Regions from separate parts of the Mus musculus genome. Here region 1 is linked to region 2. A link is a contact called in public promoter capture Hi-C data. All regions are on one chromosome and are shown on one strand. The core of a region is the stretch at or near the end of the contact, and the rest is flanking DNA. Distances in the headings are between cores, read along the strand shown.

Region 1 (4,238 bases), core at 420-2,919, 1.0 Mb before region 2:
GGGACACTCACTTGTACATCCATGTTCACTGCTGATCTATACACAATAGCTAGAAAGCAGAATCAGTCCAGATGTACATCGACTAATGAATGGATAATGAAAATGTGGTATATGTACAGAATGTCATTTTATCCAGCTATTAAGGAAAATGAAATTATGAAACTTGCAGCTAAATGGGTGAAACTGGAAATATTATAAAGAGCAAGGTAACTTCAGTTCATTAGTTTTGTGTATTTGGAGTACGTCAGGAAACCAGAAAAGGGCCAGTGGGGTGGAGAGTTCCCTTAAGGAAGGAGGGATGGTAGAACACTGTGTAAAAATGATTGTGGAACAGTTCCATTAGAGAGGTAGGAGGCAGAGGAAGGAGCAGGACAGGGGAATGCTACTCAAAATGAGGGGAGGGGGAGTAACAAAAACAACACTAAGAAAGAAAGCATTGGAAAACATAGAGTATGAAGGCAGATGCCCTTCAAGGCTAGACTTGCTGATTGTAGAAAAGCCTTGCACGTGAACTCCGAACTACTTACCACACAGTCCGCAGCACAAAAGAGTTTAAAATGGTTAAGGACTTGCCTCATTGTACCTGCAGTATTACTATCTGTTGACTTACGATTATTATTTTAAAACACCGGGCCGAGTCCTTTCCTGCCTTCCAGTTCTTCTGCCACCGGAAGAGTTTACTCCAGATTGCTGTGCGGAGTCCAGTAGCCCAATGACCCTTTCTGCTGTATAAAACACAAGGCATTCTCTAAATAAGGGGTTCTCTGTGGTTCACTTATTTTTAAAAGATACTGAATGTCTGTTTTTTTTTTTTTTCTTCTGCCTGTTAAAATATTTCAGTTAAATTAAAAGCAAGGGGCTGGTGAGATGGCTCAGTGGGTAAGAGCACCCGACTGCTCTCCCGAAGGTCAGGAGTTCAAATCCCAGCAACCACATGGTGGCTCACAACCATCTGTAACAAGATCTGACGCCCTCTTCTGGAGTGTCTGAAGACAGCTACAGTGTACTTACATATAATAAATAAATAAATCTTAAAAAAAAAATTAAAAGCAAGCAAGCAAGCAAACAAACAATCTTACACTGACGTTTCCTTTAGACTCAGCGCTGGGTAAGTTTAATCAGTGTACCTGCAGAGCAAGTAACAGAATCTAATCACTAACCAATAACTAGGTCGTTATGTTTTGATTTCCTTAATCAGGAACCTTAACAGGGACGTCAACTACAATTACATTCTAGACACTGCCTATGTTAATAGTAGCGCAGGGTTTCCTCTTGGCTGGCCTCGCTGTTGAAGCCAAATATGCACATGTGTGTGTTCATTTTCAGGCCTTGACTTCGTTTGTGAGGAATTTAACCCCACCCCCGTCCAGAATGGAAAAACAACGCCCCCATTCCCGCCCTCGGCTTCCTCCCGCCTAAGTCTTCTCCAGTTACAGAAGTTCGGATTTTTTTTTTTTTTTTTTCCTAGAGAGTTAGAGGAAAAGTCCGGCCCAAGAGTGGAGTTATAGTATCCGTTTATTTGCTCTGCTGGGAGACCGGTGAGGAAATCACACTTTGTAACTTAGTCTCCTGGGGGGAAAGAAGAGGTACGAATTCCTAAAAACTTGAGTTGCAGTGCTTGGCATCGGGTTTGATTGACAGAGGCCGATTGAGCAAGAGCAAGGGGGCGGGGCTGCGGGCCTGGGGCCCTGGCAGAGACAAAGGGGCTTCAGCGGCCACCCGGAGGGGACCAGCTGCTGCGCTGTAAGCGTGCATCTGGTGGAGTCTTTTTCTCCTTTGCAGACTGGCGATCGGGCCAAGCGGGTTTGGCAGGAGGCTCGGGGAGGGGGAGAAGGGGTGCCGAAAGGGGGCGCGGGTCCGGGTCTAGGCAGCCCTGTGTCACGTGGTCGCCGCCGCCGCCTCAAAGTTGGGGCTGTTCTTCCGGGTTGGAGGCACAACGCCGCGGGCCAACCCCGGGTCTGCTAGCTCGGCGTGGCGTTTGCTCGCAGCCCGGGGTCGCCATCTGTCCCGCCTGCCGGTCCAGGTGAGCCAACCAGCCCTGCAGCGCCTAGGGGCTGCTGGAAAAGGCGGGCAGCCAGCGCAGATCCCCGGTCCCTCGGCGAAGGGGACCCGAGAGAGAGCAGCAGGGGGGCGGGGTCGGCTGTGTCTAGCAAGTGGGGCGCAGAGGCTCCTGCAGGAGACTGACGGAGAAGGAATGCGGTATATGCCTCGGGGCTCCTTTTGTGTGTGCGTTCTATTGGGGTGACATGGAAAGGAGTGAGAGGGTAGAGGTGGGAACGGAGTCCCGGCAGAAGACAAAGTAAGCAAGTGACAGCTGTGCAGGTGCAGATCTTGGATCCTGGGGTGGGGGTGGGGTGGGGGCAAGGGCTGCAAAAGTTGTACGTAGTCATTTTGGCCCTTAGAGGGACTGGAAGAGAGGTCGTAGAGGACTTTCGATGAATGGTTTACCTAGAAGAATGACAGCTGGGCGCTCCTAAGTTGTACTTGAACTTTGAGAGTGTTCAGGCGGGGTGTCCAGTTAGGTGTATAGGAAAAGATGTGACTGTAGGTCCGGGCTGACTGGTGGTAGTTTCTGAATACTGAGAAAAAGGGGTTTGGATTGGTAAGTCACGGTGGGCTCTATTAGAGGTCAGGGTGTAGTTCTGGCCAGAGCTGGTTCAAACTTGAGAGGCACAATAACTACTATGTAGCCAGAGCCAATGGGCTTCCACAGGAGGTTATAAATAGCGGTCCAGCTGCACGTGCCAGAGGGTGGCAGTTTAGTTGCTGAGGGAGGGGCAGCACCTGTGACAGGAGCCATGGCTGCAGTGGCTTTGGGAGAGGTCACGCTGCCTGCCAGGATAGGGTATTGTGTCCTTGTTGGTATGCCTAGCTTTTAAAAGCATGACTTTGTTTATGCTTGCAGGTGCCCTTTATTTGTCCTACGGTAGTGTGCAGTCCTTAGAAAACTTTGGAGGCATGGGGCTTGCTTGCCCACTGAACCCCCTTTTTTGGGCAAATCTTGGTTATTTTTCCTTTCTTACTTTATTATTCTTATTATACTTTTTTATTTCGAGACGAGGAAGATCTCGGTCTGTAGCCTTGGCTGGCTTGAACGAACTTCTATGTGTAGCCTAGGCTGGCTTTGAACTTGAGTTGCTCCTCCTGCCTTAACCTCTCCGATGCTGGCATTTACAATCATGAGCTACCACCCCAGCTCCATTTTCATTCTTTCTTTTTTTTTTTTTTTTAATTTATTGAAGGGACAGTTTTGGATTATTCTAGTATAAGCAAACAGATAGGGCCAGTTTTCTACGAGGCTATACAAAGTTTTTATTTTCAAAGGAAGAGTCTGGAAACTGTTTCAGAAATATATTGTGGAATGGCCTCAGGATACCCAGCCCTAGTTATTTAAGTGTTCAGTCAAAAAGTATTAGCTGACTTACTCTGTTTAATGCAAAGCAGTGGGCCATGAAAAATAACAAAGTGAATGGAGTAACTCACCAGGATCTTGAGTTCTTTAATCCTCTCTACAAACCAGTGATCAGGGCACTTTGCTACTTTAATCCTCAGACCTTTATGAGGTAGGTTTTTACTATAATTCTGACCTTAAAGACAGAGAAGCTGGGTGATTTGAGAAGGACACATCTGGATAAAGGTAGAGAAGCGGATTCCAACCCAGAGTATACTCTAATCTCTTTACTGTCTTCTTTTGCTAGATCAGGTGCTTTCCCTAGACTCTAGAGTGCTGGTTTTCAACCTTCCTAATGCTTTGGACCCTTTAATACGGTTCCTTATGTTGTGGTGATCCCCAAACATAAAATTAGTTTTGTTGCTACATCATAACTGTAATTTTGCTACTGCTCTGAATTGTAATGTAAATATCTGGTGTGCAGGATATCTGATATGATTGATACCCTTGTGCAGGGTCATTTGACCCCCAAAGGGGTTTTGACAGGTCAAGAACTGCTACTCTAGAGGGTTTTAACACTGGGGAAGGCTGAGGATGTAGCTCAGGGGCAGTGTGCTCTCAGAGCAAGTGTATGGTTCTGGATCCTGTCCTTGGCATCACACACATCAATCTCTGGGGAGGCACTTATCCTTATAACTTACACCAAGTGGTTTAATGAATGCCATGCTAAAATAGGCATTTTATTCTTTTAAACTTGGGGTTGCGAAATTATTATTTTTTATTCATTATGAATTCAAGGCTTAAGAAGTACATGGAAGTGCATAGAGAATTTCAAAGTGAAGAAAAG
Region 2 (4,170 bases), core at 1,032-3,531:
GACTTTAGACCTTAAACTTTGTTCAATTAGACTGGTTTCTCTGAGAGTAGACATGCTTTATATTGGACTACAACTTGATTAACATAGAAAAGACCATTTTTTTTTTCTGAATAAGTTAGGCCCACTCTTGGATAAATGTCACCAAAGGTTAGTCATTTTTCTTTCATGTGATATCATCACATATCACATATATGAAGCAAACAATTAAAATTTTAATGTAAAACAGTGTTATATTTTTATCACAGCATATTAAGTAAGCATAAACAAGTCTAAATTTATAAAAAGATGTAGTCATGTTTTCAGCTAAGTAATTTAAAAAGCTATAACTAATAATTTAAACATTTGATATAAAATATGAATTAGATTTTTAAAAAAAATGAGGGTGTGGGCTAGAGAGATGGCTTGGTGGTTAAGAGCACTGACTGCCCTTCCAGAGGTCCTAAGTTCAATTCTCAGCAAGCACATGGTGGCTCACAACCATCTGTAATGGGATCTGCTGCCCTTTTCTGGTGTGTCTGAAGATAGCAGCAGTGTACTCATATACATCAAATAAATAAATAAATAAATAAATAAATAAATAAATAAATCTAAGAACAACATTAAAAAAAGAATATGAGGGTGTTTAGTTATTGAAAACTAAGACATATGTGTATAAGATAAAAGAATCATAAATTTCAAACAAGGCTATAAAATCCTGCTGGTGTAAGCATCCCTAAAGCCTTTAACATCTATAAACTCTTTGTTGTCAAAGAAGGCTACATGCCTTATTTTCTGGCATTTCTCAGATCTCTTTGCATGTGTCTACTTTTGCAAAAAATACAAGATTTCCACTTTGCCAAAACTGTTTATTTCATTAGCATTCAATGCCAGTCAGATTGCTTCATATTTCCCAGATGTTTTGGCAAAACAAAACAAAACAAAACAATAAAAAACAGAAACAAACCCATAGCTATTGTTTTTAACATACATTACAATGAAGTGACTGGGGTTGGAGGATGGGATAACTTTGATAAAATATCATAAACACTTTTCACGACAGCCAAAGGATGCAGAACTCATACGTATATAAAGGACTGGTAAGCGCTCATGAATTTGTTCCAACACACCAAGCCCATGGGTTGACATAGTTTTCCTCAGTCTCTCAAATACATTTAAATTATGCAGACCATTGATGGGGCTGAGTAGCTACCTGGACTTTTCAGAGCTCCAGATCCAATGATGAATGTTGTCTGTGGTCTCCCCTCTGGAAACACTATCATCTTCAGTTATTTGTTTGTGGTTGTTGTTTTTGTTTGTTTGTTTGTTTTGATATGGGCATTTATTGTTTAGTCCAGGATGACCTAGAGCTCCTGTGTGTTCCTGGTCGTTCTGGAACTTGCATGTTTTCTCCCTTAGTGTCTAGACTTCTGGTGTTACAAGCATGCTCCACCACATCTGGACCCTGGGGGTCACTCTCCACTGTGATGTCCTCTCCATATGTACCAGGCACTACATCTTGGAGATTATTAAGGATGCCTCTACCGACTGATCACTTTCCCCTTTAATAGTTGTGTCACTTCAGGTTCCATCTCCCACATCTGACATTTCCGAGGCTCTTCCCTAGTTTCTCATCCCGTTTGCCCTCTATTCGGCCTCCACAGCACAATCAGAAGGGTTTTTCTGGCATGCACATCTTTTACTTTAATGAAATGCATGCCTCTGAACAAGCAATTGAAGAGCTCACATTTTGTTACTAGCCTGGCGTCTTATCATTCTTACTCGAATGGTTTAGGAATCTGGAAGTGGCTTTTCACCAAAGGACTCCTTATGGTTGGGGCGGGGGGAAGGGGGGCGTTCTACCTTCATAGAAAATGGGTTTAAGACAGAGTTAGGTGAGTGCTGACCTTTGACCCATTCCTCAGCTTTTACACAGACTGAAATTATTTCCCCAATTACCCATACAGACCTGAATGATATCTTTACTGAATTATGTTACATTGGTCCTAGATTCAACAAGTATAGATACATTTTACTTATTTTTTTCAGTCGTGTTTGACTTACAAACATTACAGCTTCAGTTAAGAACAGAATATGCTTCAAAATGCAATTCTCTGATTTAGTTATATTGACCTTTTAGGCAATATGCAGCTTGCAACTGCAGTGGATTTTCACCCCACTGCGGTAAATTATAGACATCAACACATTTATTATCTCCCCTGTGTATTTTGTACCCTATCCCCTACAATCAGCAGAATGCTTGGTACATCATATTTGTTCTCCTTTGCGAGGCTCTGTGTGGGAGCTCTGATGTGTAATTTTCCCATGCGAGAAGGAAAATGAGAGCTGGGGAGATGTAGGCGGTGTCAGTTCTTACCTTTTGGAAGAAAAATAATTGTTACATAACACGGCTCAAATTCTGAGGAGAATTTGTTTCTTAAGACTTTTTTTCTCCATCTACAGATTTGTGAATAAAGTTAGTACCAGGCGTGATCATCACAATGCCCTCTCTTGTCCCTCCTCCTGCCCTCCGTCCTGTCCTCCTCCTTCACCCTTCCTCCTGACTCCTTCCTCTCTTCCTTCATCCTTCCCCTCCTCCTCTCTTCCCTTCCCTTGTGCCTTGTTTCTTTCTCCCCTCCTTTCCTTTTATCCTCCTGCCTCCCTCCCTCCCTCTTTTCCTTCTAGGCAGTACTATTTACTGAACTAGTAATAGTTTCCAGATTTGTTGTAAATAATTGTTACAGTAACAAGACAAGATCCCTTTCTACATAGAAACTACATTCTCATGAGAAAGACTGGCCAATCACCGAAGAAGAGGCACTTTTAATAGGAACTGTCACAGTAAGCAGCCAGAATACAGCTGCACTGCCCACGTTTTAACATGTGATTGGCCTATGGCATGGTAGGAAACATTCTGAAATGTATGTTTGCAGGAAATCACGTAGCCCCATGTCTTTGAGAAGTAAGTAACTCACCTGAATGACCATCTCTTTTTATCTTTAGTTGTCTCATGTTAAAGATGGGCCCTGTGGTCAAAGGTGATGGAGCTTGTGTCTAAATAGTTTTCTCAGAGGAGAAGGGGAAGGGGGTGGGGGAGGGTCTCTGTGAGGAGAGGACTGGGAGGGGCCAGTGTTTGATGTAAATAAAGTAATTGAAAACACAGTTCCTGTTCTACCTCCCAGTTCTTAGCCACCATGTCTGTCTCTGCATAGATACTACTTGTTCTTTCCATCTGTGTGAAGCAATGGCGGCTCTAGCATGTTTCATGCAGCACTTCTAGATGTAGCTTAGGTCATTTAACTTGCCTTCAGTGAAGTTCTTTGGCAGGAAGTCAGCCATTCCAATATTCTGCGCTATGGCTGAAAATTACTGACAACTACCAGTTTTAGATGAAAGTATGTTTATGCTCAAGTTATCAGTAGCAAAACATCTGTAAGACATCAATAAATGTCATAACAATATTTTAAGATTAAATCCTATTTTTGTTATTAACAGTTACAAATTGAATACATTTTTTTTTTCTACATTGCTGTGATGAGGACTCCTATTTGGTAGAAAATTTCACAAAATGATTAATGTTTTGAAGTGACGGCATACAGATTCTGGGACATTTTTGCATGTATATCATATGTGTATATGTGTGTGTATGTTTGCATATATATATATATATTACGTATGTGTAATTGCATGATATATATGTGTGAGTGCACATATATGTGCCACTGCATGTTTGTGCATATGTGTAGAGGCATGAAGTTGATATAACATATATAGCTGCCACTCACCATCTTATTTATTGAGGTAGGCTCTCAAGGTGAGCCTTAGTGCTCATTGATTCTTGCTAAGTTAGCTATTTATCTTCTAGGGAAGTGAAAGAGACAGACACCCTGTGTCCTTCAGGGGACTGGGATTTCAGGTAGTTGCCATTCGCCCTGTATTTTCTGTGGGTTCTGAAAATGAACACTCCAATCCACTTGCTTGCTTACAGTACTTTATTTGATGAATCGTTTCCCCAGCCAGAATTTTAGGACTTTACAAACATTACTGTTCTCAAAATCAAGAATTAAGTATTCATGTAAAAGTACCATGGAGGGAAAAAAAGCTACTACAGTTTCACTAAACCCTTTATAGTCTTAATTTTTCTGTAATTCTAGATTATTAGAAGCAAAGCATACAGCTAATTTGATGAATACC

The links. Promoter capture Hi-C pulls out the DNA fragments that hold promoters and counts their contacts.
Region 1: a promoter capture Hi-C map of hippocampal neurons shows a contact between it and region 2, with 7 times the contacts expected there. The contact joins the promoter of Nnt here to the enhancer-like site in region 2. A contact is called at or near these places in 11 of 39 promoter capture datasets (the 3T3-L1 cell line, the HPC-7 cell line, cranial neural crest and 7 more).

What each region holds. Positions count from the first base shown.
Region 1 is chr13:119,406,688-119,410,925 of GRCm38.p6, reverse strand. It overlaps Nnt (nicotinamide nucleotide transhydrogenase), which reads left to right and starts at 1,669. Exons shown (of 17, transcript NM_001308506.1): 1 at 1,669-2,023.
Region 2 is chr13:118,361,677-118,365,846 of GRCm38.p6, reverse strand. No RefSeq gene overlaps it. Among named protein-coding and RNA genes, the nearest start is that of Mrps30, 23 kb to the left of the region's middle. Within about 2 kb of position 2,281, at least 16 of the 459 cell types and tissues checked have an H3K27ac peak or open chromatin away from gene starts, as enhancers often do. A contact at or near this core is called in hippocampal neurons, where this site is marked.